Regions from separate parts of the Mus musculus genome. Here regions 1, 2, 3, 4 and 6 are each linked to region 5. A link is a contact called in public Hi-C, HiChIP or PLAC-seq and promoter capture Hi-C data. All regions are on one chromosome and are shown on one strand. The core of a region is the stretch at or near the end of the contact, and the rest is flanking DNA. Distances in the headings are between cores, read along the strand shown. Region 1 overlaps Gm46261 (a long non-coding RNA gene). Region 2 has its middle 51 kb from the start of Fam114a2. Region 3 has its middle 27 kb from the start of Gm39826. Region 4 has its middle 100 kb from the start of Fam114a2. Region 5 holds the start of Gria1 (glutamate receptor, ionotropic, AMPA1 (alpha 1)). Region 6 overlaps Gria1 (glutamate receptor, ionotropic, AMPA1 (alpha 1)).

The links. Promoter capture Hi-C pulls out the DNA fragments that hold promoters and counts their contacts. Hi-C and Micro-C count contacts between places; a contact is called where the count stands out from the background. HiChIP or PLAC-seq counts read pairs in DNA pulled down with a chosen protein or histone mark.
Region 1: an H3K27ac HiChIP or PLAC-seq map of SST interneurons shows a contact between it and region 5, with 4 times the contacts expected there. The contact joins the enhancer-like site here to the promoter of Gria1 in region 5. A contact is called at or near these places in 2 of 39 promoter capture datasets (embryonic stem cells and hippocampal neurons), 5 of 484 Hi-C or Micro-C datasets (cerebral cortex, cortical neurons and forebrain) and 3 of 115 datasets of contacts at active chromatin or transcription factors (SST interneurons, forebrain and neural progenitor cells).
Region 2: a contact with region 5 is called in an H3K4me3 HiChIP or PLAC-seq map of forebrain, with 9 times the contacts expected there. The contact joins the enhancer-like site here to the promoter of Gria1 in region 5. A contact is called at or near these places in 7 of 39 promoter capture datasets (the 3T3-L1 cell line, cranial neural crest, embryonic stem cells and 3 more), 1 of 15 datasets of contacts at CTCF or cohesin (the NIH/3T3 cell line), 40 of 484 Hi-C or Micro-C datasets (the AML12 cell line, LSK cells, MC3T3-E1-derived osteoblasts and 23 more), 7 of 115 datasets of contacts at active chromatin or transcription factors (PVALB interneurons, VIP interneurons, astrocytes and 4 more) and 1 of 9 other capture datasets (liver).
Region 3: a contact with region 5 is called in a promoter capture Hi-C map of hippocampal neurons, with 6 times the contacts expected there. The contact joins the enhancer-like site here to the promoter of Gria1 in region 5. A contact is called at or near these places in 1 of 39 promoter capture datasets (hippocampal neurons), 5 of 484 Hi-C or Micro-C datasets (cerebral cortex, cortical neurons, embryonic fibroblasts and 2 more), 3 of 115 datasets of contacts at active chromatin or transcription factors (forebrain, heart atrium and neural progenitor cells) and 1 of 9 other capture datasets (adipose tissue).
Region 4: an H3K4me3 HiChIP or PLAC-seq map of forebrain shows a contact between it and region 5, with 5 times the contacts expected there. The contact joins the enhancer-like site here to the promoter of Gria1 in region 5. A contact is called at or near these places in 3 of 39 promoter capture datasets (cranial neural crest, embryonic stem cells and hippocampal neurons), 3 of 484 Hi-C or Micro-C datasets (cerebral cortex, hippocampal excitatory neurons and ventral hippocampal neurons) and 2 of 115 datasets of contacts at active chromatin or transcription factors (embryonic hindbrain and forebrain).
Region 6: a Hi-C map of cerebral cortex shows a contact between it and region 5, with 3 times the contacts expected there. The contact joins the enhancer-like site here to the promoter of Gria1 in region 5. A contact is called at or near these places in 6 of 39 promoter capture datasets (the 3T3-L1 cell line, cranial neural crest, embryonic stem cells and 2 more), 3 of 484 Hi-C or Micro-C datasets (cerebral cortex, forebrain and nephron progenitors), 1 of 115 datasets of contacts at active chromatin or transcription factors (forebrain) and 3 of 9 other capture datasets (adipose tissue, liver and pancreatic islet).

The regions. Positions count from the first base shown.
Region 1 is chr11:56,632,310-56,635,009 of GRCm38.p6, forward strand. The region is part of intron 5 of Gm46261 (a long non-coding RNA gene); the gene reads right to left. Among named protein-coding and RNA genes, the nearest start is that of Gm32649, 10 kb to the left of the region's middle. Within about 2 kb of position 1,317, at least 1 of the 459 cell types and tissues checked has an H3K27ac peak or open chromatin away from gene starts, as enhancers often do. A contact at or near this core is called in SST interneurons, where this site is marked.
Region 2 is chr11:57,466,572-57,469,271 of GRCm38.p6, forward strand. No RefSeq gene overlaps it. Among named protein-coding and RNA genes, the nearest start is that of Fam114a2, 51 kb to the right of the region's middle. Within about 2 kb of position 1,305, at least 29 of the 459 cell types and tissues checked have an H3K27ac peak or open chromatin away from gene starts, as enhancers often do. A contact at or near this core is called in brain, cortical neurons, embryonic basal ganglia and 1 more, where this site is marked.
Region 3 is chr11:56,752,615-56,755,314 of GRCm38.p6, forward strand. No RefSeq gene overlaps it. Among named protein-coding and RNA genes, the nearest start is that of Gm39826, 27 kb to the left of the region's middle. Within about 2 kb of position 1,372, at least 27 of the 459 cell types and tissues checked have an H3K27ac peak or open chromatin away from gene starts, as enhancers often do. A contact at or near this core is called in cerebral cortex, cortical neurons, forebrain and 3 more, where this site is marked.
Region 4 is chr11:57,413,475-57,416,174 of GRCm38.p6, forward strand. No RefSeq gene overlaps it. Among named protein-coding and RNA genes, the nearest start is that of Fam114a2, 100 kb to the right of the region's middle. Within about 2 kb of position 1,442, at least 11 of the 459 cell types and tissues checked have an H3K27ac peak or open chromatin away from gene starts, as enhancers often do. A contact at or near this core is called in forebrain, hippocampal neurons and ventral hippocampal neurons, where this site is marked.
Region 5 is chr11:57,010,351-57,013,050 of GRCm38.p6, forward strand. It overlaps Gria1 (glutamate receptor, ionotropic, AMPA1 (alpha 1)), which reads left to right and starts at 1,268. Exons shown (of 16, transcript NM_001113325.2): 1 at 1,268-1,765. The coding sequence starts at 1,684.
Region 6 is chr11:57,270,411-57,273,110 of GRCm38.p6, forward strand. The region is part of intron 11 of Gria1 (glutamate receptor, ionotropic, AMPA1 (alpha 1)); the gene reads left to right. Among named protein-coding and RNA genes, the nearest start is that of Fam114a2, 250 kb to the right of the region's middle. Within about 2 kb of position 1,346, at least 18 of the 459 cell types and tissues checked have an H3K27ac peak or open chromatin away from gene starts, as enhancers often do. A contact at or near this core is called in cerebral cortex, where this site is marked.

The DNA of each region.
Region 1 (2,700 bases), core at 67-2,566, 380 kb before region 5:
CATTATAACAGCCTATGTCAAGTGTGGGTCCTATTGTCAGTTCAATAATGGCTCTAACACAGGAACCAGGACCATCCATTCAACACCACTTGAGTGTTTTCCCTGTTCTGGCTGCCTTTCTCAGATGTGAGGCTCTGCACAGGCTGGCTCCCTTGGCTCTCCAGGAGCTTAAGTTCTCAGGAAGCCTGTCAACAGACCACCAATAAATAAAAGTGGCATGTAGTAGATGGTCTGGGTGAGCTAACCAGGTGGCTGAAGAAAGATAATCAGGGGTAGGAGAGACAGAGTAAGGCATGGGATCCAGAGAGTAAGTAATGGTCCTGGCAGATGAAAGAGGAGGAGCCATCTACACAGCTGTCAGAAACACACAGGTACCTATGCAAAGGAAAAACAGGGAAAGGAGAACAAATCCTCCGAAAGAATCATCTTGATGTTTATGATGCAGAGAGGACAGGGAAACTGAGCATGAGGGAACACGTGATCTTATGATGCCAAAGAAGACGATGAAGAGTTAGGGAGGGCTTTAATCCAGATAGGCTCCAAGCACACTGTTTACACCAAGTCGTATATCAGTACTTTTTAAAGCTCTAAGGATGGCTCCTCTTTTAATTCCTCTGTCTCTGTCTCTGTCTCTGTCTCTGTCTCTGTCTGTCTCTGTCTGTCTCTGTCTCTCTCTGTCTCTCTCTGTCTCTCTGTCTCTGTCTCTCTCTCTGTCTCTCTCTCTCTCTCTCTCTCTCTCTCTCTCTCTCTCTCTCTCTCTCTCTCTCTCTCAATCTGTGTGTGTGTGTGTGTGTGTGTGTGTGTGTAAGCCAGAAGTCAACCTCTAGTGGTGTTCCTTAGGAGCTGTTCAGCTTGTCTGTTTTGTTTGTTTGTTTGTTCGTTTTGAGGCAGGGTCTCAAAGAAAATATACAGAACTTGCTAATGCAGACTGGAGTTGCTGGTCTGCAAGCTCCAGAGACCTACCAGGCCTGCTATTCCAACTCTTGGATTAAAAACACATACCTTGCTCAGCTTTTTACATGGCTCCTAGCAACTGTAAGAACGTTGCCAACTGAGCTGTTTCCCCAGCCTGCCTAGTTTAGTTTGCTGTTGAATGCAATTTCACCTTGGTCATCCTTGCCTTGGACCCCTGGTGCTGGTTATTGCCTCATCTCTACTCATCTAATCACCTGAAGAGAGAAATGTCAGACAGACACACCCTTCCCCATCATGGACTTCTCACGATGGCATCCTTGTGGCACCCTGTGTGATAGCCCATTGGGGACTTACTTGGCCCTTGGCCCATACACTCTTTCTCCTCCTCAGCATTTGGGAAGTTGGCTCCACTGCTGGAGGGAGACATTTTAGGAGAGGTTTCCATGGAAACTCAAACTTTCTCTCCAGCTGCTCATGCAGTTTATCCCTATATTTTTAAATGCACATTTCTTTTTGATCAGCTTTTGGAATCTTGCTCCCGTTGGGATAACTAGCACAGAATGTCTAGGAATATAGCATTCCTCAATCTCCAGTGAATGGTGTGCTCACTGTGTTCCCATAGCTGACAGGGAAGAGCATCAAAGCTGTGCTGCAGTGATGAATTGTTTCTCAGATTCCTCCCCACTGGTCTTTCAGGTAATCAGCCTTCCATTCCCAGGTGGCCTTTAGCAGCATTGATGGGACATCAGGAATCTTAAGAATTTACTTTTCAATCTCTGCCTGCTATCAAACAGAGCCTTTCCTTGTGACTCTAACTTCTTTTTCTCCATCACCATAAAATCCAAGGCCAGCTGTACTCTCTTTTTTCTAATCCCTACAAGTTCAAGCCTTAATCCAACATTATTGTGTCTCTTTAGTCTTCTTACCTCATATACATATTTTGGTTTTTGTGCTTGAACTTGAATACAGGGCCTTATACACCATAGTCAAGTACTCTAGCACTGAGCTATATTTCCAGTTCTCAAATCCACCCCTATCATGTTTTCAGTAGCATGTATCAAAGCTGACCATTCTAGACCTTCAGAACTGTGTTAGCATCTTTATCATACTTCTCAAAATAATAATGAGATCATTGTCTTGACACTTATACGTTTATTGCCCATCTCTCTATTAAAACACAAACTCCCTAAGGAATTATGTCTTTTTAAACTTCTGCACCTCTTATATCCACTGCTGTTTATCTGAAACAATAAAAATTAAGTAGTTCTATTGAGGAAATGGCAATATTTGGTCTAGGGAATGAGGAGGAGTGAAATAGTGAAATGGGTTCAGCTTTGTGCATTTGTGGAGTGCAGCCTAATTTTTCTCTATGAAGACAAGAGCTCTGAAATGCTGGGAAGATAAATCTGCACTAGCCATTTGACAGGAGGTGGATCAAAGCAGAAACTTTCTGTGGGGACAACCTTCAGTGTCTTCTTAACAACTGAGCAGGAGGTACCCAGGACCATTAACATGGGCCCCAAGCCTCAATAGATAAGAAGGAGAGTAGCAGAATTTTTAGTTAATTTTCTGCTGCTGTGATGAAACCGTATGACCAAGGCAACTTACAGAAAGAAGAGATTGTTTTGGTTTATGACTCCAGGGTATCAGAGTCTATCATGGTTCAGAGACATGGCCATGGGATGTAGGCATGGTAACAGGAGCAGGAAAGCTGAGATCTTACATTTGGAACCATAAGCATGAAGCAGAGAGCAATTTGGAAGTGACAAAGCTTTAAACCCTTAA
Region 2 (2,700 bases), core at 55-2,554, 460 kb after region 5:
ATCTAGTGCCAGGCCTGGTGAGACAAAGTAGCTCAGACATGCATGTCACAAGTACAAACCGAACCCATCTGTGCCAGTCCCTCCTAGGGATAAGGTCAGAGGATGGAAATTGTTTTCAAAGGCATGGACCCCAAAAGTAAACTATCCTAATTTATGTCTTTGGACAGAAGTCACGAACATTCTTCTTGGTCCTGTTCTGTCTTCTGGAGGCCTGGAATGCCAGAGGGTAGCCATCTTGGTCCTGTTATCTCTTTCTTCTCTTTCTATGATGGATAATTGACCACCCCAAGCAGAGAACAGACACCCGATTACCTTGACGTGACCGGCTCATCCTCCTCTTCATGGCTTAACCCAGTCTCTGCCATAAATCCTATTAAACATTTAAAAACAAAAACAAAAAAAGCAACAGCACTGGACTATCAGCTGGATGGTGTCCCATGTGCGGGTCTCCTACCGTCAAGTAACTCCATCTCCTTTCTTAAGTTCCTACCCATGAATCCGTAATAAGACTCTTTCTAAACTCAGCATTTCTCCATGAATTTCGTTCTTCGAATTTGAGAGACAGGAACCCTGAGGCCATCGACCAAGTGGCGGTTTTGTGTAACTGAGCACCTAGTATCCCATCTACTGGGTTTAACCCCCCCCCGCCCCCCGCCGCCGCTGCCCCCAGAGAAAGGAAGGCTTCGTGTTACTTAAAGGCACCCCACTTCTCCCTTATCACGAGGAGTCACCATGCGTTGTGACAGAGTTCCATCATGAAGAAGGAAGTCTCTGGTCCCAGCAGAACGCCAGGCTGGGCAAGATTTGCACAGCCATATCTGAGCTGAACACAACACTTAAGAGTCAGTCATTCTGTGGGGAACCAGTACCTGGGGGGTGTAGGAAGGAGGCGGGGACTTCCTATCACAGACCCTGGTGATAACAAGTTATACAAGGTCCAGAGTTACAAGCCCTGGTCCCCTTCCGGCTCTGCCTCGACTTCCTCAGAATGAATCCCTCCCATCTATGGATTCCAGCGCCACAACTGCTAGGCTCCTACCAGGCTCTGCCTCTTCCCCTGCTCCTTGGCATTCCCCTGTTCCATGACCTCTCGAGCCTCTGGAAGCCCCAAGGTTCCTCTTCTGAGCAGATAGGCAAGAGGACCGCACCTAACTCAGAAAAGCATTGTGCTTAGAAACTCTAGCTGCAGGCTGCATCTGAATCTATCGTAAATGGCTCTAAGGATCCGAAGTTATGAGGCATTACAGCCAGGAGAGAAAGGAAATGAGCAGCCCCAGCTCAGCAGGCACATTGAAGGCTCCGGAGAGGAGAGCGGACCCCTGTGCAGACAAAAGATACTAGGAGCAGCTCTAGCTAGCCGTCTAGGCCATATCCTTGGGGCAGCACTGCCACCTGCTGGCCAGAAAGGAGCTTTGCAAGAAGGTGCCTTCCCAGCTGGCCCGGATAAAAAAATAAACCTTTAATCCCAGAAGACTGGACACAGACCGGAGCCCCAGAGATGGGGGTGTGATCAACGGAAAGGCTTAGGGATGTACTGGGATTCTAGAGGTATGAAACCCTGGTTCATGTCCCTACTTTTAAACATATCAGTTGCACACTGCTTAGCTTCCCAGGCCACCATTTTCTGGTCCAGGAAACTTCTATTCTAGTTTTGTTTCTGTTGTAATAAAACATTCAATAAAAAGCACCTTAGGGACAAAAAAAAATTCATTTGGCTTAAGATTCCAGGTTAAATTATTGTGAGGAAGTTAAGACAGGAACTTTAAGCACTACGCCCACAGTTGAGAGCGGGAGAGAATAAACACACAGATCCTTGCTTGATTGCTCTGCTTAGGGAATGGTGCCGCCCACAACAGACTGTGTCTTCCTATATCAGATGATCTAGGCAGTCCCCAGAGACGTGCCCACAGGTCAACATCTAGATAAGAGTCATTAAAACTCTCTTCCCAGGTGACTCCACTTTGTGTCAAGTTACCAGTTAAAAACTAACCAGCATGATCTGTCCTTTGTCAACTTGACCCACAAGCATGTCACTTTAAGCCATAACTTTCCATCCCTTGTCCCCAAAGTAACATGTTAAAATCATAATATAAAATACAATTCAATTCCAAAAAATCCCCCACCCCCAAGTCTTTAAAACTTCCATTGCTACAAAAGTCTATTTAAATCTCCAAAGTCTTGGTTGTGGGCTCATATAAAATAAAAGACAAGGGGCTGGAGAAATGTTAGGAGCATGTCAAAGATTGAGAGTGTTTGAGGATCCTAGTTCGGATCCCAGCACCCACATCAGGGCTCTCACAATTCCCTGTAACACCATGGACACAGAATCTGGCGCCCTCTTCTGATTTTTGCAGGTATTGCACTCAATATGCATATATCACCTATAGATATAAGTGCATTTATACAATTAAAAACAAGGCCTTTTAAAAAAAAAAAACAAATAATACTGCCTCGTTTGGGAGTAAGAATGAACATTAAATCCATGACTAAATTGTGAGATCCATGAAAGTGTCTCTCCCGTCACACCCACTGATCTTCAAGGTGAACCTCAGTATGGAGTCCCCACGCTGACTACATCATCACTCCTGGGTGCTTGTCACAGAAGCAGGTGCTTAGGCCCTTCTGAGTATGTCACTGGCATCTGCACTGTGACAAAGACCTCATTCCCACGTGATTTCTCGTGCCCATCAGGGTTCACGA
Region 3 (2,700 bases), core at 122-2,621, 260 kb before region 5:
GCTAAGGTCACCCTTACTTAGGAGCACAACATTATCTCATTCTGTCTTCTCAAAACTGCCCACACTTCACACTCAGAGGTGAGAGCTGGAAGCTTCACACCTAGAGCGCACACACCACCAAGTTCTGAGCCCCGGGCCTTGCCACAGAAGCTTGCCTCTGAATGACGGCTGTGTCAGTCTCCTGGGTCAGAGTCTGCTCATTGTTCTGCTCATTTGGCTTGGAGAGCCTTGTACCTGTCTCTTCCTCCTGTCCATCAAAACAGCACCTGGGCACCTGTCAAATGCTCAAGCATCCTCCCCAGGCCTCAGAAAGCAGAAGCTAACCACCCCCCATGCTACCCAAAGAAAGCACACAAGAATGCTCTGACCTTGTGGGATCCCTTGTAGACATAACTCTTGGAATTAGGAATGCCTTTCAGGGTCTGGGGAGATGGCTCAGTTAGTAAAGTCCTTGCTGGACAAGCATGAGATCTGTGTTCGATATTCAAATCTCATTTGAAAAAGCCTGGATTAGTGATGCACCCTTAGTCCCAGCATTAGGGGTGGGGAAGCTGGATCTTTAAGGTTTCCTGTCTATGTAATTCAGCCTAACTATCAAGTTCCAGGATAGTGATAGAACCTGTCTCACAAAACAAGGGGACAGCTCTTGAGGAGTGACACCCAAGGTAGACCTCTGGCTCCCATCTCACATACACACTAGTATATGTACCCACACAGAGAGATGTATCTACACATGATCACATGTTCTCTCTCTCTCTCTCTCTCTCTCTCTCTCTCTCTCTCTCTCTCTTTCTCTCTCTCTCTCCATGAATATTCAGTCAAATATTCTGAGTTACTAGAAAAGAAACTGAGGCTTAATAGGTGACTCGACCCATCCAAGTTCTAGAGCCTTGAAAGCTACAGCAGGCTCTTATGCTCTGGACAAAAGTACAGGGGAGAAAATGAAAGCATCTCTCACCTTACTCCTCTTCCTGGTCTCATTGTCCTCACCAAGCCCCATCCTAGGTCTTAGTTCCTAGGGAACTGCTGTTCTACATGCAAACCACCAAATGACCACAGGGATGTGGGTGATTTTGGGTCATCACCATGGTGCATTTCTTACTCTTATTAGATTTGGATCCAGTCAGGAAGATGGAAGAAAAGGAATTACATTCAGAGAGTTGGTATTTTTCCTCCTGTTAAATTGAGCTGTGGGAGGTATGATATGCTGAACTGGTACATTTTAAAAGACAAAACCCCTAATGTTTTAAGGAGTGTTTTCTCCCCATTAACATGTTGCTTAGCAACATTTTTACAATATCAGCAGCTGTGTGACTTGGAGCTGAATGAATGTCTAGAAATGCAGAAAGAACCAAACAGGGGAACGCAGGGCCCTGGTAGCATGCTGCCTTTGTTAGGGAAGATGGGGGTGTCCTCCAACATGGGACACAGGCGGCCCGTGCTTCCTTCCAATTCAGTTAGACATTGTCAGCTGACCACTTTGAGAGTTGGGTTCTGGTTTTAGCTACATAAATTTTTACCAATTTTTATGTGATGAAAAGCTTCAAATACATACAAAAATAGAACAGTGTTATGAACTCTTTTATATCTATTACAAAGCATTAACATTTTGCAATTCACGGCCCATCTTCTTTTACTTATTTTCCCTACTTCATCTTCTTTAGAAGTCAAGATGTATCGAATATCTATCATTTCATCCATGAATATGTCTTATGTCAGTCTCAGGAAGGAAGGGCTTTGTAAAAATAAAGCACAATTATGTCATCCCATCAAACCAAAAGTTACCAGCTTGTCTTGTGATGTCACCGAAGGATGAATGAGAGAGGCAGCTTCCAACTCTCTGGGGTTTCTCATTTACATTACAGGGAAGACCTCAGTAAGTGAACAAGGCGGTCACTTCTCTGTGCCTCCACTTCACTTGATCATCATCATCATCATCATCATCAACAACAACAACAATAACAACAACAACAACAACACCTGTGTACTATGTCCTGCAAAGCCTCCTGGAATTAGAGTAACACATTTTTGAGGGTTTAGTTTTTATTTACTTACTTATTTATTTCCAAATAATGTTGGTCTTTCCAGACTACTGAGTTTGGTGCTCACAACCAACAGTCTCTAACTCCTGTTCTGATGGCCTCTATAGACACCTTCACAAACACACACACTACAAACACACACACGCGCGCTAACTCCTGTTCTGATGGCCTCTATAGACACCTTCACAAACACACACACTACAAACACACACACGCGCGCGCACACACGCACACACACAATACGTACATATACACACTTCCACACACGCATAAACACCACATGCACACAAAAGAAAAGAAGAAGTAAACTTGATCAGATTGAAAATTGATCTCTTGGTGAAAGAATCAAGCAATGGGATTGAAAGGTCAGCATTGTGCTCTGAGCAGAGAGATGTGAATAACGGACATGTTTTTGCCCAAAAGTGGAGCCTCTGGCATGGCCTTCACTTTCCTTAGCACCTTTACAGTTTGATTTTCAGATGCCACTCATAATATTTTTTTTCCTTTGCTCAGTCCTTCCATCCTTTCTCTATCCCTTGGCTCTCTGAAAGATGTCTTTCTGGAGCCAATAGCATTTTCCTCTCTCTTTTATTAACTACTCAGAATTTTGTTTCTGGTTTTGCTGCTGCTAGTTGAAAGGTACAGTTAAATTTATCCA
Region 4 (2,700 bases), core at 192-2,691, 400 kb after region 5:
CTCATGTGTTTGAACACTTGGTCCCCAGCTGGTAGCACTGTTTGGGGAGGTTATGGAACCTTAAGGAGGCAGAACCTCGCCGGAGGAAGTGTATCACTGGGGGTGGGCTTTAAGGACTTATAGCTTGGACCCACTTCCTGTTCCTCCTTCTCTGCTTCCTATGTATGGATGAAAATATGATCAGCCACCTTCCTGTTTCTGTAACTATACTATGCCTTCCCTACCATGCTGGACTCTAAACATGAGCCAAAATAATTTTTTTTTCTCCACAGGTTGCTTTGGCCATGGTATTTTATCACAGCAACAGTAGCTGTCTCAGCAAATCCAGCACTGCCAGTAGCCTGTGGCATGCCACAGCCTTACCGCATCTGTTACTTTCCCATGATTGTCTGTCTCTTTCTCCCAATATTTCCTACCAAAGGGGTATTTTTTGTCCTTAGAACAGGTATCTGGAAACACGAAAATCCTGAGCCAGAGTGACCAGAGGGACAGGAGACAGCAAGAATGAGCTACTCAGGAAGTTGGGGAAGGTGCTAGAGAAAAGGGGTAGCCAGGGCTGACTCTTGAAAGGAATTGGGAAATCAGAGGCGGTTGTGCTAGCTGAACTGAGAAGGCCAGAGACAACTTGAAAGATAGGAAAGGTGGGCTCAGCTCCTGGGGGCACGGAGGTTCAGGCCCCTGGGCCAAGGAGCTTGAACTTGATATGACAACCAACTCAGTGTCCATACACAAAGTCCAGGCAAGAACAAGAAAGACTCAAGTCTATAATGGTCTTTTGTTATTTTTGTTACTATAACAAGATACTTGAGGCAAGGTTGTTTGTTTTAGAGAGATTTTTTTTCCCTCACCACTCTGTAATAACAAGGACACAGTTGAAAAGCCTGAGGCAGGAGCCTAACTCCCATCTGGTTTTCTGAACACAAAAGAACAGCTCTTAGCCTGAAAGGAATAAGAGATAATTTGTTCTTGAACCAAATAGGAGTGACCACACTCAGGGAACACAGACCCGAGTTTGCCCCAAATGCTACATTCTAACATAGTAACTGTTTGATGAAGTTCTTATAGAACAGAACAAAGAAAGTCATGAAAAGTCATAAATCAAAACACTTTTCAAATGCTTTGGAGGGATCATCTGGTGGACGGGCTACAGCAAAGCAGGAAAGCGATAGCGGATGCTATTAGATAGCCTTTTGGTTGGTGTTACCTAGTGGCCGCAAAGATGTTCGCTCACCTGCAAAGGTGAGCAAAAAGTGGCTCTTGGTTAGAGATGTGGCTAGATAATTAGGCCGTGGACTTGCAACATTCCAATCTTTACACATCACTGAAGTTCTCCTCAGTTAATCATCATGCCGGATCTCCATCGGTACAGCCACCCACATACAACCAGTCCAGAGCCCAGCCTGCATCTCCATCCCCCACCGCACTGGCAGCCTTTCTGTTTCCCTGGACCGGATTATTCTAAGCAGCCTCTGAGGCCCCACAGGACTGAACCTAGCGTTATCTCCTGCACACAGTGGCTGCCTTGTTAAAAGGCAATCAGTAGAGCTGACATTAATAAATGTTAACACCCTCAATGTGGAGTCAGGCAATTAAAATCCCTCCTCAGGACCTCTGAGACCAGCCTGTGGAAAACCCACCCACTGCCTTAATAAGCTCGGGTCATCACAGAACAAATAGAAAACAGGGAGAGAGGACAAACATTAAAACTACTGACCAGGACTGTGACAACCTCCAAGATCTGTCCCACACTGCCATCCCCCTTCTGAAGATACCACCAAAACAAGAAGCAAGGTCCTCAGGCAAGACTGCCGGGCCTGAGAAGTCCTCTGGACTTGCGGTGTTCAGTGCAGGGTCAGGGACATTCTCAGGGGCAGCTTGCTGCAGGCTCCAACTCCTCTGCTCCTGGATTTAGAGCATGGGCGATCGGCAAGTACAAAGGAGCTGCTTTTATGCTGGTGCAGAAGCCTCTGGAAGCTCAGCACGCTGTCTCAGTTATACCTTCCCTTCCTTATTCTTCTGTATATTTACTGAGTGTGTGTGTGTGTGTGTGTGTGTGTGTGTGTGTGTGTGTGTGTGTGTGTGTGTGTCAGCACAAGCCACGGTACATGGGTAGAAGGCAGAAGGCACTTTCCAGAGGCTGTTCTCCCCTTGTACCTGCCACTGGGCTTTAGGCTCTGAACTTGGGCTGTCAGGCTTAGCGACAAATAACTAAACCACTGAGCTATCCCGACGACCTCTTTTCTCTCTTTCCTTTTTCCTTTCTTTTTTTTTCCTTTCTTTGCAAAATACTAGGTAGCTCAGAGTGGCTACAACGTAGCTATCCTCCTGCCTTAGTTTTCATCTTCCTGAAGTCTAGATTAGAGGCAGAACCTTTGACTATCACCTGTTCTAATCCTTCCACAGAGACTTAAGGAAGGGCACTAGGTCCACCCAGGGTCTCTCTGTGAGCTAAGTGATGGAGGACTGATTTGCTGAAGAGTTAGTGAGTGTGTGAGCCCACCACGGAGCCCTCCTGTGTCTGGTAAGGCCAGCCGTTGGGGGCCCTGGCATTCAGACGGCCTTCCTTGGCACTTTCTCACCACAGATGTGCACATAAATAGATAAATGCATGTAAAAGACTTGAATCTTTCTGGCCGTGACGTAAAATGGGGTCCAGCCTCCAGCGCCACCTCGGAAGAGCTGTGGTGTCTTCAAATTGCA
Region 5 (2,700 bases), core at 18-2,517:
AGGCCAGGGCCAGTGAGATGGCTGAGCCCAGTAAAGACACCTGCTGCTAAGCCTGATGGCCGGGGTTCAATCCCTGGTCCCACATGGTAGGAGAAGCAAATCCCACAAGTTGTCCTCTCACCTCCACTCAAACGTCATGGCATTCACACACACACACACACACACACACACACACACACACACACTTAAAAATATAGCAACAATATTTAAAAGTTCAAGGCCTCACTGGGTGTCTTCATGAGTGAATCCCAGGAGCCATGGTCATTTCTGAGTGGGAGGACAGACGGATGACTCCAGGAAGATAGCCCTAGCTGTTATCAATGGCTGCCCCACAGCCCATGCCATCATTCTGTGCACACATCTCTCTTGGGTATCTCCGAGCCAGCTGCAGTCCAGCAGGGTCCACAGAGGCCCAGCTTCTCCTGGACACAAACAATCTGAGTTATAAGTGAAGGCAGCCTGCATCCTCCGACTGGAATCAGCGCAAAATGACTCATGTAATTGCCCTGTGTGCGTACCCTGAATCTTCTTGTTCACCCACCCACACAACTCTGCTGTTATAGATTCCTGCACCCTGCAAGAAAAAAAAAGGGGAGGGGGGAGGACAAGTTCAAATACCTATGGTTGCAAAAAGGCCACCGTGCCTCTCCTAAAGATGGAAGGGGCTGCTAGCATCCAGGTCCAAGCACAGGCCAGTCACACCGAAGCTACTGTTGTATGCCTTTCTCACAGTCTTTCCTTTAAATTTCTGGAGAGGGATTTCTAGGGTCTCCCCCTTGGGAATTAGTTGTAGGAATAATTGGGCCAGTGGAGTGTAGAAGATATATCCAGCGCAACCCGTGCGTGCACTACTAGAGAAAGTGACCTAGATCAAGCAGCTGGTGAATCCAGGGCTATTGTGGGGACCCCCTGCCACCTACTGACTTGCAATTGAACCCGCATTCCCAAAAGCATCTTATCCCCTGGCAGGGGGAGGGAGAGAGAGAGAGAGAGAGAGAGAGAGAGAGAGAGAGAGAGAGAGAGAGAGGCAGAGGAAGGTGGGGGAGGTGAAGGGGACAGTGGGTTGCCCCCTTTGGAGAAAGCACCCTCCACCCTCCCTCCTTCTTCCCCTCCATCCTCTGCACCCACAGGGGGAAAAGTGAGGTGAGGATGGAGAGGCAGGGGTGATGGGTTGGGGAGACCAATGCAGGAACTCCGAGCTGGCTCCTGGGTATCAGCATAGTGAGCTGGCAGTCTGTGAGAGTGTGAGGGGGAGAGGAGAGGAGAGGAGGAGAGAGAGAGAGAGAGAGAGAGAGAGAGAGAGAGAGAGAGAGAGAGAGAGAGAGAGAGAGAGAGAGAGAGAGAGAGAGAGAACGGGAGGGTGAGAGAGGCTGGCTGCTAGAGAAGAGGAGGAGAGCAGAGGGAGAGGGGGAGCGAGCTAGCGCTCCAAGCATGAGGACGGGCTGCTCCCGGCTCAGTTAATCTGGCTGTCAGTCGGTGTTAACGCTGCAGTTTAACTGCTCGGCTCCCCTTCCAAGAGAAACAAGAGAAACCTCACAGAAGGAAGGGAGGAAGGAAAGAAGCAAGCAAGGAATTGCAGGAAGAAAAGAGCCGGCAGAGCATCCAGAAGAATCAAAGGGAGGGGAGGGAAGACCAAATCTATGGTTGGACCAGGGCTTCTTTTTCGCCAATGTAAAAAGGAATATGCCGTACATCTTTGCCTTTTTCTGCACCGGTTTTCTAGGTGCGGTTGTGGGTGCCAATTTCCCCAACAATATCCAGATAGGTGAGTGAGAGGGGCAGCTGGGGAGGGACTTTGGGGATCTGGCCAGGATTTTCTTTTTCGTTTTTTTCTTTTTCTTTTTTCTTTTTTTTTATTTGGAGGGGAGATTTCTCAACCCATTCTCAGTCGGAGCTGTTGTGCTTAGCAATGGAACACCAGGAAGGGAGGAAGACTTGGGTCGCCAGTCTGGGAAAGGGGGTTTCATCCTCATCTGATGCTGCGAGGGGCACCGTGGAAGTGTGTTCTCTCTCTCTCTCTCTCTCTCTCTCTCTCTCTCTCTCTCTCTCTCTCTCTCTCTCTCTCTCGTGTGTGTGCGCGCACACACACAGGTGCACACACACCGCGCACTCCAAGCAGCAGGCATGAGTGCCTGAAATGGAGGAGCATTTCTCTGTTCCAGAGAGGGAAAAATATAAGCAGACTGCGCTTGAAACAGGGTTCAGAGTGCTTAAGGAGTTAACTCTGACTAGGGGGGTGTTCTGGTTGATTTATATAAATATGTAAGGTGGGCGTATGTGTGTTGTGATTATATATTAAATGTGCACATGTAGCCGGAGTGATGGGGATGACAGTGATGTCTGGCTGGGGGAGGGGTAAGAGACCCCTCTTCAGGAAGCAGTGGTGGATGCTAGGTTGATTGCATTTGCTGAGAAGTCCCAGGCCTTACTTAGTAGCCAGAGCTCTACGGACCCCCTCGCTATCTTCCTTTTCCCTTCTGCCATGCTGGGCTGTGCCCCTCATTCCCTGATCCTGGAACTTCCTAGCCTGCCTTTTCTCTCACCTTTTCCCCATCCTCTTGAGTGCTCTGTCCACAGACACTGACAGTAGTGCTCCAGCAAGACACACACACACACACACACACACACACACACACACACACACACACACACACACACACAGAGGCTACTTCCTCACCCCCAACCCCTCAGCAGCAGTCC
Region 6 (2,700 bases), core at 96-2,595, 260 kb after region 5:
GGGAAGCACAAGTGAGCGGTCATTACAATGAAGGAGTCTGGCCGCTCATTATCCTCCAGTGTCTTAGTCTTAGTTGCTTTCCTCATTTGTGTGACAAATTATCTGACCCTCCAAAAAAGCAAAGCGGGGGGGGGGGTTGTTTGGGCTCACTGTTTGAGGGTACAGTCCCTCATGGTTGTGATGGAAGGAATTCGGGACATCTGGTTACCTTGCATCTATGGTCAGGAAGCAGAGATAAATGATTGCTATCGCTCAGTGTTGAGGGCCCTTGATAACCAACGGTTGAGCAATGTCAATGTCAGCAACATCAATGCCAGCAACGAATCTGCCCAGCCGTTGACCCCTGAACCCCTGTGGCTAAAGACAGGTTGGGATCCTACTCCAGCCAAGTTCAGCTTTGGGGTTGTTCACAAAACCCAAAGCATTAGCTACTAGGCAGGCTACTTGGAGACTCAACTTGGTCAGTTTATACATGCAGCAATGGCAAGTGGCTCGCTTAAAACCTGAGGCCAGGAAGGACCTTGAACTATAACTTCCTTCCCAATGGCATTACTTCCGTATCAATAACCAACCAGTGAGACCCATGTCCACCCTCAAGGGAAGAAGTTTTATGACATCTCTAGAAAAGCCCTATCTAATCTGCTATCACTTTAAAAGCGTATGCTTTCCTGACTGCTAATTACAACTTTCAGTTTAGTGTTAGTCATGTAGAGAAGGAGGATGTTCTCAAAGAAAAAAGAAAAACAGTCAATGAAATTACTTTGCTCATTTTCAAAGTGATGTGTAAAGCATATTGTTGATGATGTTTTTAACCTTCCTGATGGGAGGCTAGGGGGATTGTTCAGGAGGATCCTAGTGGGCTTCCTGGCCAGCCAGGGCGGTTGGTCAATTCAAGGTACAGGGAGAAACGCTGTCTCCAAACTCAAGGTGGGAAGCAACTTGCCTCTACACACATAGACAAATATGTATACACATGCACACACACATACACACACACACACACACACACACGTTATATAAACACAAATGTAAATATACTAATAGTGAGCTAATGCTGCCTGTAATAAACTAGCAAACCATGCCAATTCCTAATGACACTGCTGTTTGGGGAATGCATGTGGAATATAAGCAGAGAGAGTTTGGCACCTGCAGTTTTCAGTTTTGTGTGCAAACCCAAAAATATTTGCTGAGTGCCTAACCTTAGGAACTTCAGAGGAGTCAAACTTAAAAGAATCCATTCTTTTTCTAGTTACTTGGGATCTACTTGTGCAGTGCAGAGAGGGTAGTCACAGATGGGGAGGAGGTGGAACGGAGGGCTGGAAGCAGACCTAGGCGTAGCACAGACTGAAAGCACCAGTGTGGGACTGAACAGAGCTTGCTACATGCCAGGCTGTTAGCAGAATCAGGCAGGCAGCAGCATGCAATAGAGGAAGATTCGGAAAGACAGAAGATCAGCTGGGAAGCAGGGAATGTTTCAGATGTGGGCTTCTCTAAGTTCCCCAATGCACCCACCCATCACAGACACTTGACAAGAGTAGGAAGTGTACCGAAAGGCATGTTCTGTGCAGACAGTGAGGAACATGGCATTCTTGTAGACTTAGTGAGAACGAACAGTGACACAGAGCCTATGGAGACAAGTATAAAGAGTCGTCACGAACTCAGAGAACTGCCGTGCAAGGCAGCAATCCAGTGCTCGGTACTTATCCCAGAGTATTCTCAGGAACTGGAGAGATGCCCGAACCTCTATGTCTACTGTAACACCAACTGTAATAGCTAAGATGTGGGAATAACCAAAACGTACATTGATCAATGAGTGGATAAGCACATCTTGTCTGCATGCTCACAGGAGTGCCTTTTAGCCTTCAAAAGTCTCTGTGGCATCAAGGGGGAACCCTGGGGACATTGCCAAATGAAATTAAACCAGGCAAAGTGCAAATATCAAATAATATCTTTGGAAAAGTCAAATTCACAGACTGGAGGAATGAATGTCAGTGTCTTGGCTGTTTTCCCTATTACTACAATAAAATACCTTGGCAGAATTCACAGGAGAAATAGTTGATTTGGGCCCATTGAGGTTCAATTCAATCATGGTGGGGAAGTTACAGAGGTATCTGGTCACACTGCTTCCACAATCAGAAAGCAGAAAGCACTGAATGCTAATGTTTAATTCAGCTTCTCCTTTTGATATTGTCCAGGATTCTAGCACAGGGAAGGGAGCTACTCATGATGGGTACTTCCCACCTAAATTAAACTAATCAGATAATCTCCTAAGGACATCGCCATATGCCCAGCTCATCTTCCAAGTGATTCTAGAGCCAATCAAGTTAACAATTGTGATTAACCATCATGGACATTCATGTGGAGTGAAAAAGAAATGTGTAGATATATTCTGGTTTACATTTATTCTTTTTATTTTCTGTGTATGAGTGTTTTGCCTGTGTGAATGTCTGTGACCAACATGCATACCTACTGATGGTTGTGAACTGCCCTGTGTCATGTGGGTGCTGGGAACTAAAACCCTTTCCTCTGGAAAAACAGTAAGCGTTCTTAACTGCTGAGCTATCTCTCCATCCCAGGTGTCATCACTGGGTGTCGACTTCCAGTCAAGCCAGATGGATAAGCTATGAGCTCCTTTTTACAACCTCATATAAACAAGCAATGTCGATATATTGCACACTTAAAATTGTGTTCCACAAGTAA